2 separate regions of the Zea mays genome follow, and region 1 is linked to region 2. The links are chromatin contacts, called in public Hi-C maps. All regions are on one chromosome and are shown on one strand. The core of a region is the stretch at or near the end of the contact, and the rest is flanking DNA. Distances in the headings are between cores, read along the strand shown.

What was found. Hi-C and Micro-C count contacts between places; a contact is called where the count stands out from the background.
Region 1: a Hi-C map of bundle sheath shows a contact between it and region 2, with 3 times the contacts expected there. The contact joins the promoter of LOC100382238 here to the promoter of LOC103652964 in region 2. A contact is called at or near these places in 3 of 25 Hi-C or Micro-C datasets (bundle sheath, ear and endosperm).

Annotation. Positions count from the first base shown.
Region 1 is chr9:118,101,599-118,104,523 of Zm-B73-REFERENCE-NAM-5.0, reverse strand. LOC100382238 reads right to left here and starts at 1,290. Exons shown (of 1, transcript NM_001357017.1): 1 at 291-1,290. The coding sequence starts at 1,217. The coding sequence ends at 600.
Region 2 is chr9:117,793,906-117,796,747 of Zm-B73-REFERENCE-NAM-5.0, reverse strand. It overlaps LOC103652964, which reads left to right and starts at 1,454. Exons shown (of 5, transcript XM_020544483.2): 1 at 1,454-2,330. The coding sequence starts at 2,091.

The DNA of each region.
Region 1 (2,925 bases), core at 41-2,540, 310 kb before region 2:
TTTCCTCTTCATTCTCAAGTTACTCAGCAAATTCAGGTGCAGCAACGAAATTAACCATGCATACTCATCACCAGTGAACAGCTGCTAAGAAGACATGAGTGGAACTAATTAGATGAAGGACAATTGACCAGTCAGTGATCCTGTAGCGCTAGCAACACTAGGCTTTACCTTGCATTTGTACTGCAAACAAACTACGCAATGGATCAGGATCACATGCAAGAAGATTACTACTACTTGCAAACATGCAACGCGAACATGCAATGCAAAGATATATGAGAAGCAGCAATTCTAAGGAATCATTCCACTCGCGTAAAGCTGAAATTAACCAAATTCTGGAAGAAGCAAAGATGAAAGGAATGAATCTAGGAGATGAAAGGAATGAATCTAGGAGATGAAGGAGAGGTTATTACAGGTCGCCACCCTGGCAACGCGACACCTGATTCAAGCTGACCCGACCCCTCCTCTCCTCCTCTCGTCCAGTCCAAATCCATCCACGATCAGATTTAATTCAGAGAGACCATTTCCCAGAGAAGTGAAATAACAGAAAAACGCCCAAAACTTGCTGCTGCGTTTCTCCCCTTGCCGATTCCGGCCGCCCGCTACTCCGACGGCGGCGGGGGTGCGGAACTGGAGGTGCTGGCCTCGGCGACGGACTTGAGCTTCTGGAGGTTGAGCCTGATGACGGTGTCGGCGAAGAGGCGGGTGTCGTCCTCGGTGTTGCCGTCGGGGACGTCGACGGCGTAGGACTCGAGCACGACGGTGCAGATCCCGGGGCCCGCGAGCTCGGAGACGGTGGTGACGGAGCGGTAGTTCCGGAGGCGGTGCTCGCCCCCGGTGATGGAGAAGCCGAACACCCTGGCGGCGTCGTCGAGGTGGTCCAGGCGCTCGGTGCTGGTGCTGGCGGGGAGGCCCGAGATGACGCACACCTCGCGGAGGCGGCCGGGGCGGAGGGCGTCGCCGGCGTCCGGGTCCGGCCGGACCGCGCAGCTGCGGATGAAGTGCTTGTACACCTGCGGGCAGTCGAAGCGGCGGACGATGGCCCAGACGGCGGCCGGCGGCGCGTGGATGCGCTGCGCCAGCAGCGAGGAGCATTGGCCCTCCCCCACGGCGTAGCGGTGGTGCGCGTCCACCGTCGGACGCAGCTGCTCGTACTCCGCCGCCGTCAGCCCCAGCCCCGCCGGCACCTCCACGTCCCCGCCCGCACCCTGCTGGTCCATCGCCTTCGGATCGATTGGATTCGCTGAGATGCTTAGGGAAGGGAAGGGAGAGGAGAAATGGTGAGCTGGAGCGCGAGTACACAGCAAGCGAGATGGGGAATTGGGAGTTGGGCTTTTATCCCTCGCGCCCATCAGGCCATGTAGCCGGCTGCCTGTTGCGGTACTGCATTTTATATTAGACCATTCTTTTTGTTGCATTATTTCTAATACTACCATATCATCAAGACGAGATAAAATAAAAAATAAAACATACACTCTTAATACAAAGTTTCCTTTCACGATTATATAGGTTACAATATCAATTAAATGTTGCATCTAAATAACCAATATAAATGCATAAAATAAATAGAGATGAAACGATTTATTCTAAATGGTGGTTTCATGTGTTTTTCAATGTCTTGGAAATGAGTTCACATAGTTTCATAGTGATGAAACTATTTTCATCAATTTCATAATAAATAGGGTGCCATATCATCTAAAAATATGATGTGCCACTCTAATTATTGTATGAAACTTCTTGTGAAACTATGCATTGAGAATGACCTTAGGGCGTGTTAGATTTGCCTTGTTTAGGTCGTAGCCTCCTAGTCGAAATCAGGCGCCTAAATTGTTGTCCAGATCAGACTTCATCAGGAGACTAGGAGAGAACCAAATAAGCCCAATAGAAGTGCAACATGTCTCAATTTATCATAAACATACCGGCTTAGACTATTGTATATGGAGCGTCAGGCTCGAGGGTAGGGTAAAGGGGCGGTCGCCCCGAATCCCTAAATCAAATCTATAGTGTCCGACCCTAGCTATATATTTAGTAGTCAAACAACTAGTATATGACTCAGTGAAAGCGAAATGTGCCCTTGGGTCATTTTTATATTGTTTTGGTGATTAAATGCACACCACATTATGTTTATACTAACATGAGAAATGAGCAAATGTACACGAAGTAAATTGAGCTTGGAAGAGGACACAATATAAATCTATATGGGACCAAGTGAAAAATGTAAGCTCTGGACACTTAGTCAATTGTTTTGTGAACTAATCCTATTTGTCTAAGTGCCAGGGACTTTATGAAGTCAAAACAAAAGGATCAAAAGAGAATAAGATTGAAAAAATGAGAAGTTGGGCTAGAGTGCGTAGCACTGGACAGTCCGGTGTGCACCGCACAGTCCGATGCACGATCCGGCCAACTGGCTGCTCTCGGGAATTTCAGCCTACATCGGCTATAATTCATCGAACCGTTCGCGCAGAATGTCGGACAGTCCGGTGTGCCAGCTAGCCAACGACTACCTGCCACGTCGACCGAGGGACAACGGTCACTTGGAGCGCAGGACAGTCCGGTGCACCCGCGGACAGAAGGCAACCAAAGCCTACCAAATGGAGCTCCAATGGCTCCTAGGTCCCTTGGGGCTATAAAAGGGACCCCTAAGCGCATGGAAACTACACCAAGCATCCTTTGAACATCCTAAGACACCGAGACACTACGATCACGCCAGAGCTTTGATAGTTTGATATTTGAGCAATAGTTTGAGTTGTAATTCCGCTGTATTGGTTCTTGTGCTCCTCTCTCAACTTGTGTGCGTGTGTTGCATTGATTTTGTCTTTTGTTTGTGTTTCTACCTCTCCCTTACTCTTGAGTTCATTTGAGATCAAACTCTGTAAGACATGAGAGACTCCAAATTGTGAGAATTCCTCACAACGGGAAAAAGTTGAG
Region 2 (2,842 bases), core at 205-2,704:
ATAATCCATGGTCTTTCGTAACTTCGCTCTGTGGCTCGACTATTTTCGCAACGTGCATGGTTTTAACACAGGCTCGACCCCAACCTTTACAACATATTCTAGACAGTTCATCTCATTTGACATGGATCTAACCATAATGAGGTGGACCGATGATTTTTTCACAAAAATGAACTCGTTCTAGAGGCTCGCCCGCTACCCTACTAATGCTAAGCAGATGACTAAAACCTAATTCCATCAGGTTATGGTAGCCCATAGACTAAAACCTAATTCAAGTGGTCTGGCAGGCCATCCCGTGTTGCAAACCAAACATACCATTAGTTTTCCCTGAAAACTATCGAGTAAAAATTGCATAAAGCAGGAGAAATATATTTATAAAATGTTTGTCATAAAAATTTTGATTTAAATATTTGGTATTTTGGATGAAATAATTTGTTTTAAAACTAATTACCTCTGACTAACCGTTAGAGCATCTCCAACATATTCTAATACTTCTAATTCAAATCCTTAATTTAAGATTTTTTTAAAAAACAGTCACCCAACAGTACCAGCTGTCCTATCTACTCACACACGAAAAAACACCTATGCCATGCGGAGATTTCTGTAGGTGCGTGTCCGTGGAACAACAACGATTCTGAGATAGTTCCATGTGGCAAGCTTCGCCAGTGAGCAACCATCTCCAAGGACACGCTGTACGTGGCCAAACTCGGGGCTCTCGTGCCGTGCTCGGCCGTCGGGTGGTCGATGGCGGGGTGGCACAACATTGTGGCTGTCGAGTGGTCGACGGCGGGGTGGCGGCCGTCGAGCACAACACGACGTTCAACATCGCCGTCGTTGTGTTCTACCTTGATTGCCGCCACACCAAAGTCGTTGACTCGAATAGTAACTGCACCAGTGCGTCCGTCGACATCTACGCCAACACCCATCAGTCCGCGGAGCCCTTGCACGGTTAGAAGAGCTGAACTCTGACAAGCCACGTGTTATCTTGGCAAAATAATTGGGAACGGTTAGAGAATGCAGTGTTTGCTAGGTTCAAAAACTTTCGAGGAGATGTCAATCTAAACATACTGGGAGGTTAAATATTAGGTACTCTTGTAAATGCTCTTATGTAACTAAAAATAAAGGAGTACCGATGGGAGTGAGTAGATGAATTAACAAGACCTCTATACTCCAGATCCTATTGGTTCTTAAAAACTTGACAATATTAGCTAAACTCTTGGACAAAAGTGTTCGCATCTCGTTTTCCCAATGGCTACCTATTACTAACTCGTCATTATATTTATTCATAGCTGAAAATTCACTTGAATAGAGGTAATACATAGATTTATGTCACATAACTATTTCTACACGATTCTTGTTTTCTTTCCTGAATAACTGTTAGGACTAGCCCTAAAACATCACAACATAACAGTACATTATATTGTAAAATACTGAAATAAAGGGTTAAAACATGTCATTTACAAGCCGTGTTTGATATGCCTTGACTTCCGCATCGTGTGAGTGCACTGGCTTCACATGAACGGCGACACGGCGTCGCCGCGCAGGCACAGAAGGAGGTCCCCTGCGGCTGCGGTCACTGTGCATGGTCGAATTTGCCCCTTTGCTCTCATCCCTGGCCTGCCAGGACAAGTCGAGACGAGACATCATCCCCTCTCTCCCCATCTCTCGACCCGACCTCCCTCGCCGTCTCTGCTGTGCCCTGCCCCTGTCCCTGCTCACCCAGCTGCGATCTCTCTCCCTCTCGCTGAATCCCTGAATTTCTCTCTCTCCGCCTCCGCCCCACCTCGGATCGGGTCCAAGCCGCGGAGCCCACTCCGCTGACCCAGCCCCCAGACCCCCAATCGAGCCCGACCGGAGCCCGTCGATTCCACCGGATTCGAGCTCCCGCCGGGTGAGGCGGTTCGCCCGAATCGACCGATTGGACTCGAATTCGGGTGTCCCGGATGCGCGCAGAGCGGAGGCTCGCGGATCTAGGGTTTCGGAGGGCCTAGGGTTAGTGCCGGCGATCTGGTGATGGTGGCGCGGCGCGGCGCCGGAGCTCGGCGAGGAAGAGGGTTCGACGGCGACGTTGGGGAAGATGCAGCGAGCCGGATATGCATGGGTGGCGCGGCGCTGAGGGTTGCGACGTCAGGAGGCAGCGTCTCGTTCGGCTCATGTGGCCAGCGGCACGCGTAGAGGCAGAAGCTCCACCACCACCTGCACAAGGACCAGCTACTTCTCCTTCTGGCTCATCTGTCCCCCCGTCTCGGACGACTTCTCTTCCGCCGGAATCGGCGGCGCAGCAGGAGTGCATCGATCCCCCTCGCCCAGTGTCACCCGGTTCCTTTGTAAAGGTGCGTCTTTGTTGGGTATTACTTGCTTGCTAAACTTTGTGGGTTTAGACTGACTGAGGTTGCTAACCCTTTTTCTCCCTGCTTGGACTTGTACAATACCTGCTATATGAAGCTTCTGCAGTAGTAGATAACTAGATTGCTCATGTGGCGGAGGCGTCGAGGTTTTTGGTCCAGTAAACTGTTGAGTTTGGATGTACTACTACGGACTGCAATCATGCTAATATGTAAATATTGGCATGGAGTTCTTTTTGCATCATTGCATCGAATTCTGTGAACAGGCTCTCTTTCAAATTGGCAATTTTGTTACGCCATATGAAAGGATCTTCTATTTAATTTTTCTCTGAAATGACGCCTTGCATCGAATTAATCCGGTGAATAACGTTCAAGGGTTAACAAATTACTTAGTTTCCTATTGCAGCTGTATTTTTACTTTATGCAAATGATGCAAGGCAGACCTTGCTTGTGCTGGACTGCTGGTGTTCATTTCAATAACACATTTGCCCGCTGCTTGT